Regions from separate parts of the Sus scrofa genome. Here region 2 is linked to region 1. A link is a contact called in public Hi-C data. All regions are on one chromosome and are shown on one strand. The core of a region is the stretch at or near the end of the contact, and the rest is flanking DNA. Distances in the headings are between cores, read along the strand shown. Region 1 holds the start of CSF1 (colony stimulating factor 1 (macrophage)). Region 2 overlaps LOC102165594 (a long non-coding RNA gene).

Region 1 (6,952 bases), core at 2,185-4,684:
ATTTTGACAACCAGCAAATGAGGCTTTGCTCCCACTTCCTGCCATCCATCTCCATTCTCTCTTTTCAGTCTCTCTCCTCCCACCCTTGGTTCATTCCACTGGCAGGCAGGGTCCCTCCACTCCTCCCTTCTGCCCTCCTCCAGGGTCAGGGGAGCGCTGCCTTCTTGATGATACTACATTAGGACATCATTTGAAAACCCAAATCTTAGATTGTTCCAAATTCCTCTCTGCCTCCCCCAGGACCCCGCTCCGGATGTGACTCTGCCCGTAGTCAGCAGGGAGAACAGCAGCTACTCTGACCAGACAGCACAGGGCACTGAGAGTTGTTCTCTCCAGGTTTCACTCCTGAGGCCCCCTTCCCGCACTGTGCCAATCATGGGTGACCTCGGAGGAGGCGGCTCGGCCTGTCTGGGCTTCCATTTGCTCATTTGAAGCAGTATGGGTGGAACGGCTTCTAGGTCTGGTCTGTGGTTCCAACACTCCGTGACCACGGACGGGCACACACAGGCTTGCACGGGTGTAAACAGCGAAGGAGCCACACACAGACACTGAGATCCAGCCAGAACCTGCCTCCCAAGTCTCCCAGCCAGACAGGCAGGGGCAGGAGTCCCTGCCCCGCTCAGGAGAGAGCAGAGGAGATGCTGCCTGGGGAGCCCCACTAGGCATAATGCCACGAGCACTTCCAGCCTCCATTTCCCCACGCCGGGTGGTAAACGTGTCTGAAGTTGAGCAGATTCATAAACTCCCCTTTGAAGGTAACAAGAGCTGAGACAGCTGCGAGTCCCTCTGCGGAGTCCCAGTTACCCAGAGCCTTGCTCATCTCTCTGCGGCTCCGCACAGGCAAAGCTCCCCAGCGTGGCATAGCCTACGCTTCCAAAGTGCTTCTTCATAACCAAGCACTTGTTTGGGGCTGTTCGTTGCCCTAGAGAGCCCCAGGCGTTACCCATTTGACCTCTTAGCCCCTCCTTGGGGAAAGGGCTCATCATCGCCATTGTCAAATGATCACGGCCTTTGTCTAAAGTCATATAGAAAATGAATGGCAGAGCTAGAACTAAATTTGGCATTGGGACTCTCAAGTTTACTCTCAAGCACTACTCTGTGTCATAAGTCAAGACCTGTGTGAGTGCACAGATAATAATAATAATAATAGTAATAGCACTACCTTTGGGTTCTGTGCCAAACACTTCATAGGCCTCATCCCATTAAATCACTTTTCACCAAAGTAAAATCACCACTTCACTTTGGTGAGAAAGATAAACATGGCACACATTGTCAATCCACTGCTGTACTTTAATTTTTAAAAAAACAGAAAGAAAGGAAGGAAGACATGAAGGAAGGAAGAAAGACAGATAAATAGATGTCTCCATTTTATAGATGAAGACACTCAGGCTGAGAGAGGTTTGTCTCAAGTCACATAACAAATGACAGGGCAGAGCTGCAAGGGCAGAGAGCTATAAGTGGTGGGGTCGGGGTTCAAACCCAGGTGTGTAAAGAATTTCAGTGAAGGGGGAACAAGAACCCGAGGCTCGTGCTGACAAAGAAAGGCTGCCTTCCAGAGCTGCATCCTCACACCGGCCTCAGTGAGCCCGAGGCAGCGCTGGGTCAGGGAAGGGGAAGCAGTGGAATTTACTCCCAGCTCCACAAGTCAAGAGGTTTATCTCCTTACTTTACTTCCTTAACCTCTTATCCTTAAGAGCAAATGGTATCAACCCATTGTCTTAAATCGGCTTGTACTGGGCCCATTTAACAATGCCCAGGGGAAGTAAGCCCTCAGCCTCCTTCCTCTGGCTGGGCTCGGTCTCTGCTCTTCCTTCCGCAAGGCTCTGAGCATCCAGGGCTTCCCCACACCCTTTAAGCTCCAATTGCTCCCAAGCCCAGGAAAGCAGGTATGTCAGCGTGTCCATTCTTAGGCCCAGCCTGGTGCCTGTCGCATCACAGCCACATGGTGTGCATTTGTCAAATGAATGAATCATTCTCTAATGGCCTCATTTGATTCGGTCACTGTTAAGTGGGCACCTTCCATGTGCTAGGCACTTGATTTGGAGGTAAATGACCACGAGACCACCCTGGAGAAAGTTCTCAGTCCGGGGTAGGGGTGAAGTTTCAATCTGATGATCCAAAACATAACTCTCAGTACCACCTTAAGTACTTTTTAGAATGATGTGGGGCATGAGCGAATGACAGTGGATCAGGGAGACCGCAGAGAAAGGAGCCCAGTCCAGTGAGACCACAGGAACAGGAAACATTGATCCGCCCGAGGAGTGGAAGAAAGCTCTGCTGCTGAAGGATGTGGTGTGCTTTCAACCTTGAAGGATGAGGCGTTTGCCTTAAGGACAAGTGGGGAAAGGAGCGTTCTTTGCTGGGGGACCACTATGAGCAAGGGCACGAAGGTGTAAAATTACCGCTTGAGGGTGGATGACAAGAAATGCCCCTTCCAGACCAGACTGCCCTGTATTTCCAAGGGCTGCCAGTGGGTGGTCACACAGAGAGAGCGAGAAACATTGAATCACAGCCAACTGAAGAAAGAGAAAGCTCCCAAATTTGGCATTGTAATTACCAGGCTCACCCTATTAAGCCTTGTTTAAATTCATTCTCACGTAGAGACAAAGTGTGATTAATCAGCTCAGTAAAAGCATTTTCAGAAACATCGGGGGAAATCTAGAGCCAGGATGCCTATCTCCCCAGGTCTGGACGCTCAGGAGGGAGCAGGGTACCAGCCAGCATTTACATCACCTGCAGGTCTGGTGCCGGGGAGCATCTCCCGGCACACAGCAGAGCCTCCCAGCTCCCTGTCACAGGACACAATCCATCCCATTCTGGCCAGGCAGTTAGCCTCTCTGCCTGGACGCTGCCTCCAGACTGGGAGACGAGAGGCTGGGCGGGCTGCTGGGGGGCTGCCTAGGCAGGAGAGGGCTGCCTACAAACTTGCTGACTCAAGCTCCACAAGGTGTTGCAGCATTCGCATTGGTCTCCAGCGTTTTTCCCTACTCTCGGAGCATTTCCTGCTCAGATTTGGGAATTTTCAGGCTTAGAGGGAAAGTCCCTTGAAGCGAATATTAGAAAAAGAGAGAGAGAGCACCCAATCCGCCTGGAGAGCGCGGAAGGGAAGGCAAGGCTCTGTCCAGAGCCGGCGCGCTGGGGGACGGGAGGCGGCGGAGCCCGCGTTACTTTCTCAAAGGCGCCGTCGTTGAGCACAGCAAAGAGGGCGACTGCAAGACTAGCGGGGAAGACCAGCCCGCGGGGTGGGGGCGGGGAGGCGGTTCAGTGGGCCTCTGGAGTGTGTGTCTGTGTCAGTGCGCGCGCGCGCGGGTGTGTGTGTGCATGTGTGTGTGTGTGTCTGGCGCCTGTCCAAGGTGATTTCCCATAAACCACATGCCTCACAAGTCCGCTTAAAAGGCTGTGCCGAGGAGCTGGCCAGTGGAGCCCGGCTCAGGGAAAGTGAAAGTTTGCCTCGGTGCTCTTGGCGCTGCCGTGGGTCCCTCCGCACTCCCGGGACAGCAGCGCGGCCCTCGGCCGGGGCGCGGACTCTGCAGCGGCCAGCGAGCGAGCGAGCGCGGGCGGCCGACGCGCCCGGCCGGGACCCAGCTGCCCGTATGACCGCGCCGGGCGCCGCCGGGCGCTGCCCTCCCACGGTAAGCGGCGGTCGCGGCTCGGGGCCCGGGCTGGGCTAGGGCGGGAGCTCCGTGGCTCGGCGCGGCCCCTCGGAAGCCCCTACCCGGGCGGCCGGCTGCCGAGGCTCTTCCGCCCGGGCCGCGGGCTCGGGTTTCCATCCCATCTTTGCGCGCCGACTGTCCGAGGCCCCTCGTGCGCTCCGGCTAGAACCAGAGACGGCCCTGCAGCTGCTCCTGGGGCTGCAGCGCTTGTCCGGGAAAGGGAGGGCTGCTCACCCCATTGCACAGGCGGGCACACTGAGCCACCCGCCGGCAGGAGAGAGGGCTTCGCAGCTGCAGCGCAGAGGCTCCCTCCTTGCTTCTTTTCCTTATGAATCAGCCTCCAACGAGGAGCAGGCGGAGTGGCTGTGAGATGAGGGTGGTGCTTTCCCAGTGGGCATTCCTCCCCGGCCATAAACACGTCCTGCTGGGGAGTGGGCACGTCGGGATGACGAAGGTTCAGGAGCCATCCAGCTTATAGAATGCCAAGGCAGCCCAAAAAAAGGGGGCCAGGGCAAGCCACTACTTGTTCCAGCACACAGGCAGGAGCTGTTGGGCACTTGGGTGGCTGGATCAAGTCTGTCTGTGGGGGACATGGCCCCAGAGTTGCGTGGGGCCAGCTCTGAATCTTCTTGTCAAATATGGTTCAGTCCCTTGGGGAGATCCTGGGCTTGGTGGTGGTAGAGGAGGTGGAAGGAGGGTTTGCGGTTGCAGAATTGTGGACCGGGGCTGCGGGCTGCTCAGGACTGCACAGGGGCTGTCCCGCCCCAACCTCGGGCTGTAGCTGGGGCAACCCCTAGACAATGCAGGGTGGCACCATTCCTGCACAGTAAGTGGTCTCCCAGTGAGTGTGCTTCTGTGAAACCCTGGAGGACAACCTGGGGTCGTGGGGCAGGGGGGAGAGAAGCAGAAAAATATTTGGAGGATAAGAGAGGGGGCTGCAGATAGGGTGAGAGGGAAGAACCCTTCCACGGAGGAGGAAGAGCCCAACTGAGAGAGAAGAGATGGGGTCAGAAGGGAAAATCAGGAAGGATGAGGTGAAAGGCAACAAGACAAATAGGGGCTGGAAGTGAGACCTCTGAGGAAGGAGGAGAGTAAAATGCATAGAAAAGGGGGCCGGTTTCAGACAGCGGCAGCCCAAGGGTCCACCCGTGCCAAGGTCTCTCCGAGGACCCGACTGATGGGGAAGATGAAACAGGATGGGACTTGAGTGAGGAAGGCCAGCTGGACTGCGATGTCCTAGCATCTCTCTGAGCCCGAGGCAGAGACTCCTTGTGGCTGCCCCAGAGGCCAAGGCTGGTGGGTGGAAGGAAGAAAGGGGTGGGGAGAAGAGCCAGCCCAGCCAGATGCAAGCTAGAGTGTTAACCCCTGGGTGCCTGTCCAGATCTTCCTCTGGGGACAAGTCAGGGCTCCAGGAGTCCCTTTTGGCCACCTTCAAAGTCAGCCTCTTACATAGTAGCTGTACTCTCCCCCCACTGAAACCTGAAATATCTCCAAAAGCTGGGCAGCCCTTGGGGTTAAGCACTGCCCTCTCCTTGCTGTCCTCAAACAACCATATCCTGAGTTGCCTGTGGCTGCCTTCCTGAGCATCTCTTCCCCAGGCCCCTCCCCCCAGACCACTTCCCCCCCAGGGGCTCAGAGCCTCAAGGGCAGCAGTGGAGGGTGGAGACTTACCCTCTGCAAGACCCAGTTTCCTCCCATGGGTCCCGAACCACGGCAGGTTCCTGAGGGCCTGGACAGCCGTTCCCACCCAAGGCTGCCTCCTCAGCCACCCAGAGGAGCCCCATGTCCCCCTCCCCTTCCACTCTCTCCCCTTCCCCAGGTCAGCCAGGGATCCTCAGAGATCCTCTGCCGAATGGCCCTGGGCCCTCTGGGGCCTTTCTCTGAGGCCTCCCCCTCCCTCTCTCTGCCATCAACTTCTCCCCATCTTGCAAAGCCTCACTGTGCCCCCCTCCTCCCTCCAACCTCCCTGGAGCCCTGCCAGGGCCTCTCCTCTCTGCTAAGAGCTGACAAACATTCGGGCTTTTAGTTATATGCAAATCAGCATGTTGTTGTGAGCTGTTTCATAGCCTCTAATGTGCTATTTGTTTGCAGTATTTGTCTGAATTACTGAGGCAGAGCCCAGAGCCCAGAACCTAGGAAGGTGCCAGGCCTCGCCCCACCCTGACAGCATTTCCCTGAACTAGGGGGCATCAGCTGCCAGGAGGTGACATCCAGCTGGGGAAGGAAAGCCCAAGGGCCTTTCTCTGCCTCTGGACAGAGAAGGGGAGACCTAGGGCCAGGAGAGGGCTAAGGGGACCTGTGCAAGAAGGCAGGAAGGGGAATGACAGGGTGTCAGGAGCCTGTCCCATCACTCTGCGGGGGAGCAGCTACTGGGCCAGGTGGGTGCTGACAGAGGGAGAGATCTCAGAAAATGTTCTGGCCACGCTTCTTGCTGGCTGGCTGGTGCTGAGCCTGACGGGGCTCAGATAGGCAGGTGCCAGGCAGGGATGATCTAGAGCTGGCTCCAGTGCCTCTGATTAATCTTTTTGACACACATACCCAGGGCTCCAAAGGTTTCTGGTGTGGGATAGGTTCCCAGTGAAACTGAGTTTGGGCCCCTGGTTTTTCCAGTAGCAGAGCCAGACCTGTGTGGAATCAGGTAGGAGGAAGGGCTGGGCCCAGGAAAGTATCTCTGGCTCCAAGACTAGAAGCCAGCCAGCGTAAGAACATGAACTTGAGAGAAGTGGGCAGCTCACAAGATGCCTGGCTCAGTGTCTGATGTTGCAGGGACAGAATAATGGGTAGAGGCAAGTCCTCCACTCAAGGAGTTTCCTGTGTAATTGGCATGGGGACTGGTAGGCACACCTCCCATGTCCCTAATAGAAATTCAGTGTGTAGTCAGGCTTGGGCTGGGTTGATCTGGGAAGGCTTCTTGGAGGAGACGACTTTTGGGTTGTTATCAAGGGAGAGCAAGGCTGTGCGTGGCGGTCAGGAATGCCCAAGGAAGCTGGGTTTGGGAATGCTGCCTTCTGGGATAAGAGGCGAAGCCTAGAGCACCGTAGGTCTGAGGTCCTCAGCAGGGCACGGAGGTTCCGGGGGAGTGTGGGAGCCAGGGAGAAATGATGCCCTCTCTTTCGCAGACATGGCTGGGCCCTCTGCTGCTGCTGGTCTGTCTCCTGGTGAGCAGGAGTACCGCTGAGGAGGTGTCGGAGAACTGTAGCCACATGATTGGAGACGGACACCTGAAGGTCCTGCAGCAGCTGGTGAGTGTGTGGCCCTGCCTCCCTGTCTGGCCCCCACTGGGGAAACTGAGGCAGGAG
Region 2 (6,952 bases), core at 2,538-5,037, 49 kb before region 1:
GCCAGGAGCCATGACACTCAATGCCACCCACTTGGAAAATACCAGGTTATTCTCCAAGTTGCAGCCCAGATATCATCTTCCCTGGACCTGGACTGGCCTCCTCTTTTCCCAGGTCCATAAAAGCATCCATTACACAGCATGGCCATCACAGGCCTGCCACTCGGTCTGGCCCAGGGGGCAGCAAGCTTCCTGAGGGCATATGAGACCTCTGGTTCGTCTGTACATCCTGGGCCTCATCAAGGAGCACATGCCTGATCAACTTCCAAAGCATAAACGTGGGATAGTTCACCCCAGCTTTTAGGAAAACCAGGATACTTCCTGTCTCCGGCACCAGGGCAAAGAGCAGGCAGAGCCCCTTCAAATAAATCCCCCTCGCACACAGGTCCTTGGCCTGAGAGCTCCCTTCCCTTGAGCTTCTGGGCCCCATTCTTCTTCTCGCATTTCCACGGTGACCCCCGTTTCCTGGCTGCTTATCTGTCTTTCCTTTCTTGTATCAGACTGATGTTTCTGTTTCCTACCGTGCTATTCCCAGGCTTCTTTGATATGGGGAGTTCTTATTTTGCCCTGTGCCTCCCAGGGGCAAAATATTAGTTTCTAAATTTGTTACTCTAAAGGGAATTCTCCCCCTTTTTTCCCCCTCTCGATTTAGCCCAATCTTTTTTCTGTCCAGCTGGACCCAGACTACTATTTATGATACATGATACTATGTTAAACTTGTTTGTCTCTCTCTTTCCCTTTCAGACATGTGAATCATTTAGCACTATTCAACTGTAAAAAGTCAAATTACTCCTGACTTAAGGTGAGCGGTATAAACAAATTAAGGGACGGAATGAAATACACGCTCGAGATGATTTAGATAGGCAGAGAAAGGCAGGTGAAACGAAGCCACATTTGGTCAAGGTTTATAGCACAGATCAGAAGTAACATATATTTCAGTGCTATCAGCTGCTTTCAAGCTGAGTTGGTACCGAATTTGTGTCTCCAGCCCAGTAACCAAGCGGCAGAAATCAGCACTCAGGAGCAAGGGCTGTAGGAATGGAATGCATGGACGCGTAGACCAGCTCTCTTATTTACCAGCTGTGTGACCTGGGCTGAGTTCCTTAACTTCGCTGTGCTCCTAGTTCCTTTCTGTCAAATGGGAATGGGAATGGCACATGTCCCCTAGGGCTATGATGAGAATTAAATGAAATAACACCAAGAAAGGCACATAATGCCGTGCTCGCTTCTAGTAAGTGCGCAGTTCGTGGTAGCTCTTCCTATCTGTTTTTGAGTACCACTCAGCAGGTCCTTGGCAAAACGAAAGATGGAGCCAGCTGGGAGGCAAGTAAGGACTGATTTCACCTGCGAAGGCTGGCCAGCCCCTGCCTCCCGGTAGACCCTTGATGCCTCGTTTAATTTTTATAATCACCCCATAAGGTACATTGTGTTATGTCATTTTACATTCAAGTTAGGCTTAGAAATGGTGGGTTCAAAGAAAAGAAAAAGCAAAGAATGCTACTATCTAAAATTGGGCAAAACAATTGATGACTTAATGTTCTGTCCACAATTTTCCTCACCCAAGGTCAAAGTGAAAATTAGTAGGAGGTGACGCTTGATGACCCATCTAAGGATGTGAAAATGCTGGCCGGAGCTGGTTCCTGAAACACACTCCTGTTCTAGTAACAGAGTGCCTTCTCACATAGTTTCTCAATCTAGTCTTTAAGCCGCTAAACAACTCCGTTGAGAAGGGAATTGTAATGACCCCGGTTTATGGGTGGAGACGAGCCAACTCAGATAGCCAGGGAGCGACAGAGAAGCATCTAGAACTCAGCTCCTTTGATGACCATGAGCACTGGCCAGCAATCTCAGATCGTCCCACCAAATTTACAGCCACAATGGTGCCAAGCATTCAGATCCCTGCCCAGGCCATGGTATTTTCCAAGGAAGGACCCGGCCGTGCTCTCAGTGTCATGCTCAGCAGTCAGGAAAGCTTCACTCTTGGAACACACAGGAGAGGGGTGATAGTCAAGTCACCTCTTCACAGACCCCTGCCCTCCTGGTGACAGCTCTTGGTGGCCTTTCCCACTAGTGGTCCTCAGGTGGGATTAGGTCAGCTCATCCGAGAGGTTCTCATGATCTTGGGTCTGTCAAGGGGAGGGGTTGGGGCGGTGATGCCCTTCCTCCTTGTTGGTGCACAATCCGTATTTATGACATTGAATTTCACTGAACCGGATTGCAATCCCAAGAATCTCTCGTGACTCACACAAAAGCTGAACCTACTTGTGGAAGTTCAAATAACTTTTCCATATTCCTTACAGATGACTTTGAATCATCTTAGAAATTGCTCACTTGGGTGAGTTTTAAATGGAAACCTAAATTCCTTAGCTGAAGCCTGCGCTTCCCCCAGTGACCGCTTCATTGCTTTGTTACCTCATCCTCCCACCTGCCGCTAAACAGTAAGCATCTTGAGAGCCGGAAAGGTGATGTTTTTCATGCTCATGCCCCGTGTCCAGTATGTAGTGGAAGTTAGACAAGTGTTGAAGGTCTAAATGGTGGGTGGAGGGTCAGATGATGAAGGGATGGATGCCAGGACAGACCCCAAGATCTGCGGCCAGATAGGAGGATGCGGCCACAGCAGGACAGCCGCACTGTCATGAGACTCTTAGGACTTTCTTATGAGGATGTTGATGAACTCAGTGTTGGCTGAGCTCACTTGGCTGAAAATCTCAACTACTGATTGGTTTTGAAGCATAGAAATGTCAGACCTTACTTAAGCATTAGCTCATTGCTCTTCCTTGCTGCCGTTTAGTTGGCTTCGTTTTCAGCATTTCAAATAGATACGATTAACATTACGGATCCTGGCCAAACCTCCAGCTATAGGAACTGCCCAGACTGGCATCCATGCTAGGACCTGGCACCATTTCAGCCCCCAGCGCACATCAATAAACCCTGAGAGGGGTCCCTGGGCTTTTTCTCCCAACTCAGAACTCCCTGACCCAAGAACATGAATTCTGCCCCTCCAGGGACCCTCCCTTTGCTGAGAGGTCAGAGAGCTTGGAAGAGTGGACCGACTAGACAGACTGGACAGATGGCCGCAGGTAGAGCTGTGGGCAAAGCCCCAAGTTCTCTATCAATAGTGGACTTTGGCAGCAAAGCTGGTGGAGGAGGCGTTCTCTTCTCCGCCCGGCCTGCCAATCAAGCCTCTGTCTGCTCTGCTCCCTCCCCTGAGCTGACAGCCCCAGTCGTGTGAGTCATGTGGGGCCCTGGCCAGCTGCCCCACAGCTCTTCCTGCTCTGCGGCCCCACCCATGACCTGCCTCTACCTGGCTTCTTGTGATTCAAGCCTATCTGTCTGCCCTGATCCAGCTCAGGGCTGCGGGGGCCGGGAGATGGTTAGTTCTAACTCACAGAATGTGCTGCACAGAGCCAAGCTGCAATCTTCCTAGTGGTGATGCCACCTCTAGGTTCTATTTCTAGTCCTGAGGCAGTGCTGACTAAACCTATGCCATCTTCTGCACGAAGGTCCTCCAGTGTTTGAAGGCAACTTTAACGACAGCTAACACGGCCCCTTAACAGGCCCCCCTCTAGGCTGACAGTTGCCATTTCTGGCAAGGGTTCCCCGGGGTTCCTGCCTTTCAGACCCTCGCCATTCTAGATATGTTTTGGTTTGTCAAATTTACCCTCAAATATCTTTCAGAAAACTGATGAACTGACCCAGATTGAAGGAGACCAAGGAGCCAGGACAGCTAACTGCTGTGTGGGAACCTGGCTCCGGTTCCGGAAGAGAAAAGGGAGGTTAGTGAAACAATCACTGAACTTCAATAGCATCTGCAAATGAGTTAATAAGATCAAGGACCTTTTTCTGGTTTTGATCATTGTACCATGCCTGCGTCAGATGTTAACATTTGGGAAAGCTGGTGAAAGGTAAACAAGAATTCTTTTGGCAAAAAGTTTTTGTTTCTTTAGTTTTTGTTTGCCTGTTTTTTGCTTTTTAGGGCTGCGTCTGCAGCATCTGGAAGTTCCCGGGTTGGGGGTCAAATTGGAGCTGCAGCTGCCAGCCTACACCACAGCCACAGCAACGCCAGATCCAAGTCTCATCTGCAACCTACACCACAGCTCACGGCAAAGCCAGATACTTAACCCACTGAGAAAGGCGAGGGTTTGAACCTGCGTCCTCATGGATACTAGTCAGGTTCATTGCTGCCGAGCCACAAGGGGAACTCTGCAAGTTTTTTTGATAAGTTTAATATTATATCTGAATGAAAAGTTAAAAGACAGTCTTTCCAATGTGTGATTTGCATGATATCAATCCAGCTGAGCTGTATGCCTCGCAGTTGGCACGGGCTACAAGAGCATTTGCGGGAGAAGGCAGAAGCGAGGGATGCTCAGAGGTCCCGCAGGCCTGGAGCACTCTCACAGTTCTGCACTGTCGCTGCTTTTCCTTGATGGCGAGGGGCACTGGTCTGTCCACAGCCCCTGCCTGATCTGCTTCAGCTCCTCTGACTCCTCAGCGTGGAAGGGCAATACTGGGAAAGATCAGTTTGGAATCCTGAGGCTGCTCATTTCATATAATATATGCTAAATTAATATATTTCATTTAATATACGCTAAACATTTTCCTGGATACTGCCTTCCTCCCCCTCGTCAATCTACTCCATTATGCCTATGTATCAAAGCTACTTGTTAATCATCTGATCTTACCAGGAAACATTTCTGCAGCTGCAACCAACACCACAGCTGCAGCAATGCCAGATCCTTAACCCACTGTGCCACAGAGGGAACTCCCCAGGAAACATTTTGATGACATATGCTAAAATCATTTTAATCTATTGGTGAGGAACTTGATTAATGAGTTTGTTGTAATTAGTACATCTATATCAATGCCATCTAAAATTCTGTTACCTTTTTGAGGAATCAAGTCACATTGCTGCCTCCTTTTAAACTAGCATCATCTACAAATCTATAGAAATTACCCCACAAGTTGTTCTCAATCCAGGTCCCCTCTGGTTCATTCTTGCAATTAATGTTTTTGGAAGCTAAAGATTTAACGCGACATTCCCCCCCCCATAAAATGTCATCTTGGGGTTTGGGCTTCACCATTCCAGCTATCCGGATTGAGTATGAGATCTGTTACCTATCATATGACCCCCGCTAACTGTGTATTACTTACACATTTGATAAGAACACAAAGTCGCATCCACGTCACTGCAGAAGGACAGAGACCCGCTGTCTTCTGCAGGTCAGCATCAATCCATCCATCCAGATGCGTGTTAAGCTAGCTGCCAGCCCTCATACTTGTATTAGCATCTAACCTACATTTCTCTGGTTTAGCCATAAAAATATCATGAGGTGTTTTCAGTTCTGCATTTTCTTGATTATCAACCAGATAAGACAGCTGTTTAATAAGCTGTAACTTGTGTAACTTGCTTTACCAGATGGGGATTCAAGTAAGAGTTACATCCTTTTTTTATGTTTCAGAACGTGGCAGAATCCATTTGTTTCTAGGACTGCTGTAACCAACTACCACAAACTTGGTGGCTTCTAACAACAAAAACGGATTCTCTCGTAGGTCAAGAGGCCCGACCTCTGAAATCAGGAAGAATCTGTTCCAGGCCTCGCTCCTAGACTCCTGGGTCTCCGGGCAAGCCTGGCGTCCCTGACCTGCAGCTGCACCACGCCAGTCTCTGCTCCGTGGTCACGGGGCCGTCTTCCCGGGGTCTTTATGTGTCCTCCTCTCTTCTTACAAGGACGTCAGTCTTCTTAGCTTTAGGGCCTCTACCCGAATTACAAGAGGCCTACCCTAACCTAGTGTGACCTCACCTTAACTAACCACATCTTTGAGGACCCTATCCCAAATAAGGTCGCATTCTAAGGTTTCAGCTGGACAAGAATGGGGTGGGGCTGGGGTTGTGGGGGGACACTGTTCAGCCTCGTACACCAAATAAGCAAAAATCTCCATCTCCCTGCTCCCTGGGTGTCGCTGTATAGTTTGTGCAGTGCTGGGGCCACGGTGGAGGGGGGGGGGCGCAGGCTCTCTCCGCTGCTGCCACCCGTGTCACTGCTAAAAGCAGAAGGCCCCACCCAGCTCGTATGCACTAATGCCCGCAGCCCAGCTCTCTACACAGGTTCTGGAGGGTTCCCGGGCATCAAGCTTACCCTGAGAATGCACCACACGTGGGCTCCTTCCCCAAACCCTCTCGGCTGGGTTGCTTTGGCCTCAGCCACACCCTGTGCTGGAGGACAGTTGAGTCACCATTTCACACCTCCCCTCCCCCTCCCGCCCTGTTAGTTTCCCCTTTGTGGGGGAGGGGCTTGGCCATCAATTCAGATGGGACCACTTCAGCCCATCAGAGAGGATCTAGATTCAAATGAGAAGGAATTCAAATGAGAAGGAACTGATCCTGACTTTTTCTTCCAGAAGGCTCCTTGCACCTTTATAAATGTGCCCAATTGCTTCTGGCAACCCCGCTGTTCATACCAAGAAATATGGAGCAGAAGAGCCTTTGTCAAGCTCGACTTTAGGGGACAATGTCCCGTTATATCCAATTGTCAGGCTAACGGGTGCCTCACATTTACACAACGGAAAGTATCAACAGTGTGATTTTTCTAGGAACAGAGACTTCCTCCAAGGTGATTCACTGCCCCTACCTCGCTGCCGGGTGACTTGACAGGCTGGCCTACTGAGGTAGAAAAATATAAAATTCGACTTTCTAGGCACCTCATAACAAATCTAGTGCATATCTGTGCCATGAGTCAATGCCAAGTTTGCAAGTCACAAGTCAATAAATTTACCCAAATGCACATTCTTTCCCTCTTGAAAACTGCAAAACATTTCACATTTCCCTGGCTATTGGCTCCTTTCCCAAATTTCTCACAAATCATGGACAGTGACTCTGCAATTAGATCTCCCAGTTCTGAGGAGATTCATCCAAGTCCAGAGCTCACGCAACGCGCCTGCTTGCTCCCACCACGAC

The links. A called contact is a pair of places that touch in the nucleus more often than the background predicts.
Region 2: a Hi-C map of liver shows a contact between it and region 1, with 1.8 times the contacts expected there. The contact joins the enhancer-like site here to the promoter of CSF1 in region 1. A contact is called at or near these places in 1 of 5 promoter capture datasets (liver), 5 of 47 Hi-C or Micro-C datasets (embryonic fibroblasts, heart right ventricle and liver) and 2 of 2 datasets of contacts at active chromatin or transcription factors (alveolar macrophages and skeletal muscle).

Annotation. Positions count from the first base shown.
Region 1 is chr4:110,194,369-110,201,320 of Sscrofa11.1, reverse strand. It overlaps CSF1 (colony stimulating factor 1 (macrophage)), which reads left to right and starts at 3,434. Exons shown (of 8, transcript NM_001244523.1): 1 at 3,434-3,632; 2 at 6,773-6,895. The coding sequence starts at 3,594.
Region 2 is chr4:110,243,451-110,250,402 of Sscrofa11.1, reverse strand. The region is part of intron 1 of LOC102165594 (a long non-coding RNA gene); the gene reads right to left. Among named protein-coding and RNA genes, the nearest start is that of CSF1, 49 kb to the right of the region's middle. Within about 2 kb of position 3,787, at least 26 of the 83 cell types and tissues checked have an H3K27ac peak or open chromatin away from gene starts, as enhancers often do. A contact at or near this core is called in alveolar macrophages and liver, where this site is marked.